3 separate regions of the Sus scrofa genome follow, and regions 2 and 3 are each linked to region 1. Evidence: chromatin contacts called from public Hi-C data. All regions are on one chromosome and are shown on one strand. Each heading gives the region's core, a stretch centred on a gene start, on an enhancer-like site or on the middle of the called end of the contact. The rest is flanking DNA. Distances are from core to core; before and after follow the strand shown. Region 1 overlaps SLC38A9 (sodium-coupled neutral amino acid transporter 9). Region 2 overlaps SLC38A9 (sodium-coupled neutral amino acid transporter 9). Region 3 holds the start of PLPP1 (phospholipid phosphatase 1).

Region 1 (4,048 bases), core at 663-3,162:
TGTTGCTGTGACTGGCGTAGGCCTGCAGCTGCAACTCTGATTCAGCCCTTAGCCTGGGAACTTCCATATGCTACAAGTGTAGCCATTAAAAAAAAACTGATGTAAAAACGATGTATTCAGATTATGTATCTTTGGCTGGCCTATTATTTTTTAGTCTTAGTCTGAAATTGTCTCCAGAAGTCTATTACATAATTTTTCTATGATTTCTTGTGTTAGGATTTCTTCTTGCAATCTTTTCTCTACCTTTGTCATAAGGTATGTTTTCAAAGGTCTTTTACATATTAAAAGATAAGTAAATATCTTAACATTTTAAGTTAGGAAATATGCTTTCTAAAGAATAACATAGGAAGTTATTTTGGTGCTATACTTATAAAAAAGGCCCCACTCATTTGCAACGTCCACCAACCAGGAATGGTTAAATAAACTGTATTTTCATGTAATGAAATATTATACAGTTCTGAAAATGAACAGCCTACTGCTGCACACAAGAATATGGAAGAATCTCAGAAAGATAATGTCAACAAAAGAAGCTACACAGAAAAATACATATTGTGTGATTCTTCTTTATGTAAAGTTCAAAAGCGAGTAAAACTGATTTCATGTGAGTGTGCACCTGTGTGTGTGTATGCGAGTCTACACACATTTGAAAATATACTAGACTATTAACTGATTTAACTTCTGTATTACCCCGAATATAAACAATGTACAACCTTTTCTTTTTGGCTATACCCACAGCATACGAAAGGAAGTTCCTGGGCTAGGGATCCAACCTGAGCCACAGCAGTGACAACACCAGATCCTTAACCTGCTAAGCCGCCAGGGAACTACAACGATGTACTGTTTTAATAATGAGAAAAATGTTATTCAGAAAATACAACATTCCTTTAATTTAGGATAAAAATAGTGTATCCAAAATGAAAAACACATTTTCTTACAATGTTTGAATCACCTGTGCATCTATGGAATGATACAAATTAACTTTTTTCTCTTCTGAGAGGAAGTTATATTTTGTTCTGCTTTTGTTGTGTAAAGAAGGTTCTAGAAAACAAAACCCAGAAACATAAAGAAATACAATTTTATCACATAGAGGCAAGTGTTGTTAAAACATTTTGGTATAATTTCTCTTGTCCTTTTTTGATCTTTTTTATTAGATCACATTATATCCAATGTAATGTGCTGCTTTTTCAATTTAAATTTCTGTTACGTGTTGTTGTTACTTATTCCCTAGTTGTCTGCCTTCCTTCCTTCCTATCCTTCTCTGCTTTCTTCCTTTCCTTTTGTTCTTCTGTTCCTTCCTTTTGTCGGTAAATATTCAATAAAGTCCTGTTGGTGCCAGATACTTTGGAAAAGGAGATAGACACTCAGCAGAAAAAAAAAAAAAAAAAAAAAAAAAAGATGGGGGAAACACTAAGATGAGAGGTTATAAATACTTATTTGTAATATATATGTAATATATGTTATATATACAAACGCATTTTATTTTTTCTTTTTAATTCAGTACTTATTTTTTCTTAGAAAAAAATATCGATTTAACCCATCCTGAACCAGCATTATCAAGAGCAATCATATTCTCACAAGTAACAGTGCTGTAGGGTTTGGCTAAGTCCAGCCAGGGGTAGAATGAGGTCATTTTTGGTACTGACGGTGGCTAGGTGCTTTGGGAGTTTCTGTGCAGACATTGCTCTGTGTGAGAACATTCAGTAGTCTAGGGCAGGAGTTAACAAACTTTTTTTCTGTAAAGGACCAGATAGTCACTATTTTAGGCTTTGGGGGCATATGCACTCGATTTTGTCATTGTTGGGTGAAAGCAGCCACTAGACAATACATAATTGCATGGGTCACTTATGAAACAGACCATGGGCCAGGTTTGTCCTCTCTGGCCGTAGCGACCAACTTCTAGTCTCCAGGGAGAGACTCTGGACTCAGGAATAAACAATCGTAGGGACTGGTACTTCCTACTGCTGTGGCCCCTAGGGTACGTCTGGAGAAATTAAAAAAAGCACGGGTCACTCACCTTAAATTCACCCCACCCTCACTGTTGCTTCTATTAAAAATGTTCCCATCAAAATTGTTCTAATTAAAATAGCCTTTTGGGCAACAAAACAATCTCCAGCCTCTCCCTGAACCTCGTGCACTTAAAGCAAATGTGGAGTTCTTTGGCAAGATCATCTAGGGATTTTTTTTTTAATTTTTTATTGACGTATAATTGATTTACAATGTTGTGACATCCAAGGATTTTTAACTGCCATAAAATAGCGACTGAGGCTAAGAATGATAAATAAGGGGAAAGTACCAGGTTTCAAGGAATAGTAGAAAGATTTACAATAGAAGTTATCCTTAATAATCACTGAAATGCCTCCAGAAGTTTTATTATAAGCATTTTCCATATTAAGAATTATTTCTTAATCATTTTAAATAAATATATATTATTTAAATGTACCATAATTTAATAATGTTTTTTAAGCTGCTTACAATTTTTTTTTTCTTTTTACGGATGCACCTGCGGCATATGGAAGTTCCCAGACTCAGGGTCAAATCAGAGGTACAGCTGCCAACCTATGCCACAGCCACAGCAATGCTGGATCCGAGCTGCGTCTGACTTCCGCCACAGCTCACGACAACACTGGGTTCTTAAGCCACTGAGCAAGGCCAGGGATTGAACCTGCATCCTCATGAATACCAGTCAGGTTTGTTTCCACTGAGCCACAACGGAAACTCCCCAATATTAATTATTGTAAATGATCCTTTTTTTACTTTTTAAAAATTACAGTCGATTCACAATGTTGTGACAATTTCTGCTGTACAGCAAAGTAACCCAGTCATACATATATGTATATATATATGTCCTTTTTCTCATATCTTCCCCCATTGGGTCCTATCCCAAGAGATTAGACACAGTTAAATGATCCTATGGTTAGCAGATTTCTACATACCACATTTATACCATTTTTTTGATTCCTTCTAATAGCCTCAAAAGGATAATTATTAGAATAAAAGTATGTAAAACACAATTATGGCTCTTGATATATATAGCCACATTGTTTTCTAGAAAGGTTATTCCACTTTACACTTCCACCAGCAATGTATGAAAGTTCCTGTTTCAAAATCCCCTTTCTAGCACTATTTATTTTCTTTTTTTTCTAAAATATCTCTTACATTTCATTTATAAAACTTTCCTGTATGTAAAAGTTAGCTGATAAGAGCTAGTTGGCAGCAGGTTTCATGTTGGACTCCTGTCTTTATCAGTTTATTATTCTGAGACTGGTCTGCAAACTAACATGCCATACAACCACAATAGTTTCTCTTCAGACTACTACAGTATTTTCCATCTGGGGTGAGAATACAACCTTCTCCACCTGAAAGGCCAGTTTGTGTAGACCTTTGTCAGTAGTGTCTTTCTGGTGGCAAAGCAGTAGTTCTCTTAGCTCCTTTACCTTTCCTGAGAACCACAATAAAGGCTTCTAAGGCTTGATAAGTAGTATTCCTTTCTCTTTTTTTCTTTTTATATATTTTTTTTTATTTTTTATTGGAGTATAGTTGATTTACAAGGTTGTGTTAGTTTCAGGTGTATAGCAAAGTGATTCAGTTATCCATACACATATATCCATTCTTTTTCAGAATCTTTGCGCATATAGGTTATTACAGAATATTGAATAGAGTTCCCTGTGCTATAAATAGGTTCTTGTTGATTATCTGTTTCATATATGGTAGTGTGTATATGAAAATCCCAAACTCATAATTTATCCCTTCCCCCACACTTTTCCCTTAGTTAACCATAAGTTTGTTTTCAAAGTTTTTGAGTCTGTGAGTCTGTTTCTATTTTGTAAATAAGTTCATTTGTATTATTATTTTTAGATTCAACATATAAGTAATATCATATGATATTTGTCTTTGTATGACTTGCTTCACTTAATGTGATAATCTCTACACCCATCCATATTGCTGCAAATGGCATTATTTCATTCTTTTTATGGCTGAATAATATTCCATTGCATACATATATCACATCTTCTTTATCAATTACTTTGTCAGTGGACATTTTAGGTTT
Region 2 (3,822 bases), core at 628-3,127, 70 kb after region 1:
TCAAATGGGAGCTGCAGCTGCCGGCCACAGCCACAGCAAAGCCAGATCCAAGCCATAGTCTGCGACCTACCCCGCAGCTCAAGGCAATGCCAGATCCTTAACCCACAGAGCAAGGTCAGGGATCAAACCTGAATCTTCATGGATACTAGTCAGGTTCATTACTGCTGAGCCACAACAGGAATTTTGAAGTATGCTTGGTTTACAATGCTGTGATAATTGCTGCTGTACAGCCAAGTGCTTCAGTTATATGTGTACTCACAGAAACTTAATTTATTTAATCTACATTACAAACTCTGAAACAACTCTCTGGTCTACAAGTTGGAAAACACCAACCTAGAGAATAAAGTAGAAATGCTTTCACTTGGTATCCAAGGTTTTTTTAAATTAGTCTTCATACCTTTCCAGCTTCACACAAGATATGAACTCTGGTTTTCAAGTTGAATATGGGTGTTAAAATATCCAGAACTTGTAGGAACACGGGATATTGATGTATTACCTCGTACAGATCAGGGCTATTTAGTCCTAGTTAGTCCTGATTTTTTTGGTGAAACCATGATTATGTTACATGTATACAAATAAAAAGTTAAGGAGATATCCTCCTCCTCAGCTCTTTCCTCAGTCTAAGCCCGAAGGAGGTTTACCTGAGTTCTTTACACATTGCAGTAGTCAGGGTTCTCAGAAAAATAGAGCCCATAAGAGATAGAGATAGAGGGAGATTTAAGGAATTGATTCATAAGATTGTAGAGGTTGGCAAGTTCAAAATATGCCAGGCAGGCTGGCAGGCTGGAGACCCAGGAAAGAGCTGACATCACAGCTCGAGTCTGAAGGCAGTCTGCTGGCAGAATTCCCTCTTCCTCAGGATGTCAGTCTTAAGACTTCCAACGACTGAGGGAGGACCACCCACACTATGGTGGGTGATTTGCTTTACTCAGAATCTATTGATTTAAGTGTTAATCTCATCTATAAAAGAACCTCACAGCCACATCCAGACGTGTTTGACCAAGTATTTGGTACCAGAGCCTAGCCAAGATGACACAAACTTAGCCATCACGCTCAGCAAATTAGAAACAGTAATAGCAAGTTACAGACAGTTTCCCCCTCCCTTTTTTGTCAGTTTTCCAGGAATTTTTTAAGGCTTATAAATGTCCAAGTGATGCTGGCTATGCCATGTTAAGAGATAGTACGTCATGTGATAGGAGTTCCAGCAGGCAGCAGCTCTGAAACACTGAGGGATTAGGCCCAAGTGGGACAGCTAGGGACAAACCAGCCCTGGGACTAGGAGTGAGGTGCCTGAAGGGATCCTCTGCTCAGGTCATTGCTCAAGGTGCTGGGCCTTCACAAAGCAATTCGAATCCCTGTCCATTGGGCCTAGCACCTTCCAGGCCTCAGCCTAAGCCCAAATGCAGTGTCAGGTTGTCTGGGTGACAACTCTCCCATGAAACACTCACAGCTGCTTTAATTATAGTTGAGATTACTCTATTTTTTTCACATTTCCTGGTCATTCTGAGGTTTCCTTTATTTGTTTAGCAGTCAAAGGCCAAGTCTAAATTACCTCAGACAACTCTGCTCCTCTGAATCCTGATTTGAAATCTTGGTGCAGGTATATTTTATTGTTTCTCTATGTCCTTACATAGTTCTCTTGGTTCTTTTGTTTCTGGTGACTTTTTGCCTTGTAGCTGGAGCATGAATAATGCTCTGTGGTTCATCAGATGTAGCCTGCTGCAGAAATTGTTTTCGTTTACCATGTTAACTGAAAGGGATTCTCTGAGAAAGAAAGCTAAGGTTTGGAAAGGTTCCAGGGCTCCTCCACCCTGACCGACTTCACTGGCCTCAGTACTGTACGGAGAGCAGCCAAACCACCTTCCCAGATCCTCAGTTGTTTGCAAATTGCCTATGGTTACTATTTTATCCTTAGCACCTGTTATCTTGTCAAACACAGATGGATACCAGGAAATACTTGCTGATGGAATGAATAAAATGCCTGGTAGAATAAAGAATTTGTTGCAACAAAGCAAACTACTAACAAAATAGATGAAAGTAAGAGTGAATATTTCTCTCAAATGTGTATGAGTAAAAACTATTTTAAGGTTATGCCGTGGAGGAAATCACATGGGGAAAAAAAAAAAGCTGTAGATTTGTCTACATAAAACTGTTAAACCCTACAGATCAAAAACATCATAAGCTACATTAAAAAATATCAAACTGGAAAAATATTGGCTACCTATATAGCATATAAATGTGGAAGTAAATAAGAGGGGGAAAAAATTGAAGATTCAATTCAAAAATGGGAAGAACATAAAAATTCACAAAAGAGGAAGTACAAATGACTAACAGTCATAAAATAGGAAAAACTATCTTCTAACAACCAGTATTAACAAAAAGAAAAGAAAAACAGCTGTTGCAGTATTCATTACTGACAAGAGTACAGTCGATTGGGCACGCTCCTTCATATTTGGCTCTTGATCTTCAAAGCTGAGTTTCTAAAACTCAAAACTCGGCGTTGAAACAGTTTCTTTCTCTGCATTCTAGCCGTTTGGACCCTACCCTAGTAGTGGTACAAAACGAAAGCCCTCACTGCTGCTGAAATGATGGAAGAGGGGTAAGAGTACAAAGAATTGAAAACCAAAATAGATTAATATTAAAGCATTATTCTACTACAAGTAGGTAGAGATCAAATATTTGATTAATTTGAAGGGTGTGATCCACATGTAGTCCAACATAATCTCAGTCATGCATACCTTCAATGAAAGAATCATTAGTCACTGCAGATATTTGTGAAATTAGTTATACGTTGATCCTACTTTTTATTGGATATGGTTTCCCAAAGGTTCAGAATAATGGAATGAATTATCAACTCTGTCAGACAAATGTCTGGCTGACAAATGTCTGCCATGTCAGATAACATTTTTTCTTTCAAAAAAGAACAATCAGCTTATTCTAAGTAAATTTTAATAGAGATTTTATCATTAGCACTGGCCTCAAAATAGAAAATTACAAATCATGTGAATTTCAGAATCCTCCACCCTTTTTTTGCTTGCTAATCACAAACCACAATGTGAATTTCTGCAAGAGCAGGATGCCATGTCACAAAAGGTCAGCCTGGCTTCAGAATCTCTTCTTACTTTCCCTATGTGGAGGACAGATGTTTTTTGTTGAATCAGGACCATAATTTGCATCTGGTAGGACAATGGGCCATATTCTCTTCTCCTGTCCATACAGAGAACTACACTGACAACAGCAAGCTGCTCTGAAATAGAAGCAGAATTTGGCTTAGCCAGTACAAAATTCAGCTTGATTTTTAAAAGTAAATGATCCATTCAACATCTAGTCAGGAGCAATCCAGCTAGTGGATTTGGAAGATTCCTTTAAAATTTCTTGAAATTTTCCTTTGAAATGTCCAGCCCAGTATATGAAGTAATTCCAGCCTCTAATGAAATTCAGAGCCCTCTCTGGCTATAAAGAAGAACAAAAATGATTGTCTATATTGGATCCAGGACTTTCTTAGGCGGCAGATAATTTATTATTCTGCTTTATGTCCTGGTTTTCCCTCGGTGATTGATGTGTTCTCTTCTGTTTTCAGAAGGCTTTTCTAATATTCACCTTTCTTCAAAAGTGATCCTGAAAGATGAGTCAGAAGTTCCATACCTGCTTTCCATATGGGGAAGCTGGGGGCCAGAAAGGATAAGCAAATTTCCTACCAGGATAACAAAGAAACACTGGGTTCCCAAGTGGTTACATAAATCTAGTCGAAATGGAAATGAAACTTTTGCTTCCTTAGGTTATTTCTCCTGTTTGTTTAAAATTAAGTTCTTTCCATTTTAT
Region 3 (4,028 bases), core at 113-2,612, 90 kb after region 1:
GGGCCAGATGTGGTTGCAACAGGCAAATTCCAGACCCACTAATAAGCAAAGAACTCCCAATAATGCCACGTGTGGCCTGCGGAGGCTCAGGACTGGGAAATGCTGAATGAGCAAGTGCTTGGCCGTTGTTCCAGAGGCCAGACAGGATTGAAGCCAGCAGGAACCGACATGTCTGCCTGTTGTTGGCCGAGAAGCCCAAAAGCCCGAGGTTGGGGTGAGACCTCATTAGGAGACAGGGACCTAACTGGGTTATGTTTGCTCTTAACTGGTTGAATTTTGCTTTACCAGATTAAGTTACTGATTAAGCCCGCAGATGTCCCCCACACACACTTTCTTTTGTCTTCTATTCTCTATTTCGTAATTCTTTCTGGCTGTTGCTGTTCCTCTTTTGGTTTTATGCCATTATGATGTGTGGGAAACATTAGGAGACGTCTCTACAGCATCTTAAAATGCCTGAGTACAGAGATGAAAAAAAAAAAAAACCCAAAGCTACCAAAGCTAGTTTTGGACTCAGTACTGTAATGTGTCATTTCCAAAGGTCAGGGAGCTGAATGCTAAAGTGACCAAATTTCTAGGCCCTCTGGATTTGTCATCTTTTGGCATTTCCATGAGTTTTCTGGCCCCTATAGGAATTGCTGATTTCTCTTTCCCGACTCTCTTTTAATCCGAGCTGTCCTAAGCAGAGCTTCCTCAGTTCTGGACAGGACTAGCAGTTCAGCCCTCTCCTCTCTAAGGCTCCCGAGTTTTCTTCGCCTGTATGTGGAGATGTACAGTTCGGAAGGTCAGCCAGGGGTTGGTGTGACAGATCCAGCCAAGGGCCTTGCTCATTTTCCAGCATTCGGCTCAGAAACAAAGCAGCCACGACAAGTATTGCCAAGACCATGTGTTGGGAGCCAGGAGTAGATGAATCCCCGGTGTGAGTGAGGAAAACAGCCACTGAGTTTGCTATGCCTGTGATTAACATGCAGGATTCAGCTGGGAGAAGGCACCTCCTAAGAAACCTTAGCATTTACAGATGTGGATTCAAGCAAACCCCAGTGGTTTTCAATCTCAATCTCTTTCTCTCTTGTGCTCACTCTCCCTTTCCTTTAGCAGCAAATCCCTACTTTCAGGTATAGATTTTAGACAAGAAGCAACACACAAAAGAGAGAAGAACTCAGCCTAATTTTTGTGGGGGCTGCAGAATCTATGTGGCCCCTCCCGCAGTCACCCCAGGATAATTTCAGGGTAGTGTCTGGCCCCCGGGAATCCAGGGTTTGAAGACTGTTGCTTTGATCTGTTTTCCCCTCACACAGAGGGAATATGGCATCTTCTCGATCGTGACTCCTCGGGTGCTTCTCAAACAACACCTCTCCACCAGTCCCTGAACTGTTTTCATGCTTCAACACATACCAAGAAATTCATCAGGTAAGATTTGTTGTATTTCTTTTGTAAACGTTGGAAAGTGTTCTTCGATGGAAAATGAATCTAATGATAACTCATGATATCTCCCCAAAAAAGAGCATTGGCCTGAACTTCATGGATTTCATTCTCCTAGAAAAAAATGCAAGTGTGGTCACATGGTTTCATTTCCATGAGGCCAAGCAGCAGTATCATTCTCAATTCCTTCACGGGATGGGAGACCTCAGAGTGTGGCTCTCCTCACCAGGTCTATTGCTTTGGCTTTGTGTTAACATCTTGGATGGAACTGAACTTGCTTCATTTTTTGATTATTACACATTGTATTAGCTTTCTTTTCCTGCCATTGACTGCTAGTTACATCTATGATCTCAAACGTCATGGGATAGAAAACTGTGGGAAAGTTCATTTTTGAAGCAATGGAACGTTCCCAAATGTGAGAATAACACAGCAACCTATGATGGGAAAGGCCACTACATAGCTTTATTACATCAGTTATCACAATTGCAAAGACCCTTGGGATGGAAAAATTTTTATAAGATTACCAGTCATCCCAAAAGAACGAAGCGCTTTTAGTCATCCATTTTGAGTTTGTTTGGCTCACTCCTCAGCTACCTCGTTAGTTTTCATTTTATTTCACCAGTGGTTGGACTGTATTTCCCTAGGCCATGCCAGTCAGAAGGCTGTACACTCTAAGTATACAAATAGTGATGATCCTGTTTTTGTCCTTACCTCTGGTCTCCCATCAATGTCCCTTCTGAGAGCCCCCAAAGAGCATCTCACCTGGAAACACCAAAAAGTTTGGGACCACCTTGGGCTGCTACCACTGTCTTCCCCATCCTGTCCCTCTCCAGTGATGTCACCTGCCCAGTCCTGCCCTACCCTGGCAGCTGTGTGAAGGAGCCTCAAGGCTGCCTCCACTGTGCGCAGTCAGTAATTCCTCCAGGTACATTGCCACTGCCACCACCTCTGATACACCAGGGCTTTCGGTGTACCAGTGTGCAGATGAATGTTCTAGAGGTCATGAAGGGTGGGGACAAGATGGGAGAAAGTCTTCTCGCCCTTTCATGTAGCTGTATGAATGGAATGCTGAGGCAGGACTGCCTTTCATCCAGCATCTTGGAGTTTGTTGTTGTTGTTGTTGTTGTAAATGGAGATAAGGTTTGTTTTATAAGGTTGTTTTGAGAATTTTTTTATGGCCACACCCACAGCATATGGAAGTTGCCGGGCCAGGGGTTGAATCTGAGCGGGAGCTGCAGCAATGCTGGATCTTTAACCCACTGCACTGGGCCAGGGATTAAACATGCACCTCAGCAGCAACCTAAGCTGCCGCAGTTGAATTCTTAACCCACAGTGCCACAGCACAAACTCCATCTTGAAGTTTTTTTGGGTTTTTTTGGTCTTTTTGCCATTTCTTGGGCCGCTCCCACGGCATATGGAGGTTCCCAGGTTAGGGGTCGAATCAGAGCTATAGCCGCTGGCCTACACCAGAGCCACAGCAATGCAGGATCCGAGCTGCGTCTGCAACCTACACCACAGCTCATGGCAACGCCAGATCCTTAACCCACTGAGCAAGGCCAGGGATCAAACCCGGCACTTCATGGTTCCTAGTTGGATTCGTTAACCACTGAGCCACGACGAGAACTCCCATCTTGGAGTTTTTAAAGAGAGTAATCATCCTAGTCCATTCAGGTTGCTATAACAAATATCATAGACTAGATGGCTTATAAAAAACAGACATTTGTCATAGTCCTGGAGGCTGGAAATCTAAGGTCAGAGTATCATTGTGGTTGGATTCCGGGAGGGACCTCTTCTCTGTGGCAGACTGCTGACTTTTTGCTCTGTCCTCACATGGCACAAGGGGCTAGAGGACTGGTGGGGTGCCTTTGGTAAGGGCTTTAATCCCATTCATGAGGGCTCTGATTTTATGACCTAATCACCCCCAAGAGCCCAACCTCCTAATACCATCATGTTGGGCGTTAGGATTTCAACATACGAATTTTCAGAAGACACATTCAAACCACAGAAATCATGTTTTAGGATTTTATGCACAGGGCTTTTTCTTCTGGGACTCAGCCATGCATACATGGAGGCTAGATAAGGGTTTGGGGAGTCCTTTGTTTTCGGAACTATGCCTCGCACCAAATGTCTTAACAAGCTTTTCTGTTTCCATCTCTTTTCCTTTATATTAATTCTCTCTCTCAAGTTCATTCTTTCTCTCTTTCTTTTAAATTGAAGCATAGTTGATTTACAATGTTGTGTTAGTTTCTGGTGTATAGCAAAGTAATTCAGTTATATATATATTCTTTTCCATTATGGTTTATTATAGGATATTGAGTATAGTTCCCTGTGTGCTGCAGTAGGACCTTGTAGTTTATCTATTTTTTATGTAGTAGTTTGTACCTGCTAATCCCAAACTCATACTTTATCCCTCCCCTACCTCCTTTCCCCTTTGACAATCATAAATTTGCTTTCTATTTCTGTGAGTCTGTTTTGTAAATAAATTCCTTTGTATCATATTTTAGATTCCACATATAGGTGATAACATATAATATTTGTCTTTCTCTGTATGACTTACTTCTCCTTTAGTAGGTCCTCTAGGTCCATCCATGTTGCTGCAAACCACATTA

What was found. A called contact is a pair of places that touch in the nucleus more often than the background predicts.
Region 2: a Hi-C map of subcutaneous adipose tissue shows a contact between it and region 1, with 1.8 times the contacts expected there. The contact joins two enhancer-like sites. A contact is called at or near these places in 7 of 47 Hi-C or Micro-C datasets (embryonic fibroblasts, heart right ventricle, liver and 3 more) and 1 of 2 datasets of contacts at active chromatin or transcription factors (skeletal muscle).
Region 3: a contact with region 1 is called in a Hi-C map of subcutaneous adipose tissue, with 2.0 times the contacts expected there. The contact joins the promoter of PLPP1 here to the enhancer-like site in region 1. A contact is called at or near these places in 4 of 47 Hi-C or Micro-C datasets (heart right ventricle, psoas muscle, skeletal muscle and 1 more) and 1 of 2 datasets of contacts at active chromatin or transcription factors (skeletal muscle).

The regions. Positions count from the first base shown.
Region 1 is chr16:34,829,850-34,833,897 of Sscrofa11.1, reverse strand. All of the region lies in intron 2 of SLC38A9 (sodium-coupled neutral amino acid transporter 9), which reads left to right. Among named protein-coding and RNA genes, the nearest start is that of SLC38A9, 27 kb to the left of the region's middle. Within about 2 kb of position 1,912, at least 5 of the 83 cell types and tissues checked have an H3K27ac peak or open chromatin away from gene starts, as enhancers often do. A contact at or near this core is called in subcutaneous adipose tissue, where this site is marked.
Region 2 is chr16:34,760,281-34,764,102 of Sscrofa11.1, reverse strand. The region is part of intron 13 of SLC38A9 (sodium-coupled neutral amino acid transporter 9); the gene reads left to right. Among named protein-coding and RNA genes, the nearest start is that of PLPP1, 21 kb to the right of the region's middle. Within about 2 kb of position 1,877, at least 26 of the 83 cell types and tissues checked have an H3K27ac peak or open chromatin away from gene starts, as enhancers often do. A contact at or near this core is called in subcutaneous adipose tissue, where this site is marked.
Region 3 is chr16:34,738,858-34,742,885 of Sscrofa11.1, reverse strand. It overlaps PLPP1 (phospholipid phosphatase 1), which reads left to right and starts at 1,362. Exons shown (of 6, transcript XM_013984779.2): 1 at 1,362-1,407. The coding sequence starts at 1,377. It overlaps SLC38A9 (sodium-coupled neutral amino acid transporter 9), which reads left to right. Exons shown (of 16, transcript XR_002339779.1): 14 at 1,296-1,407.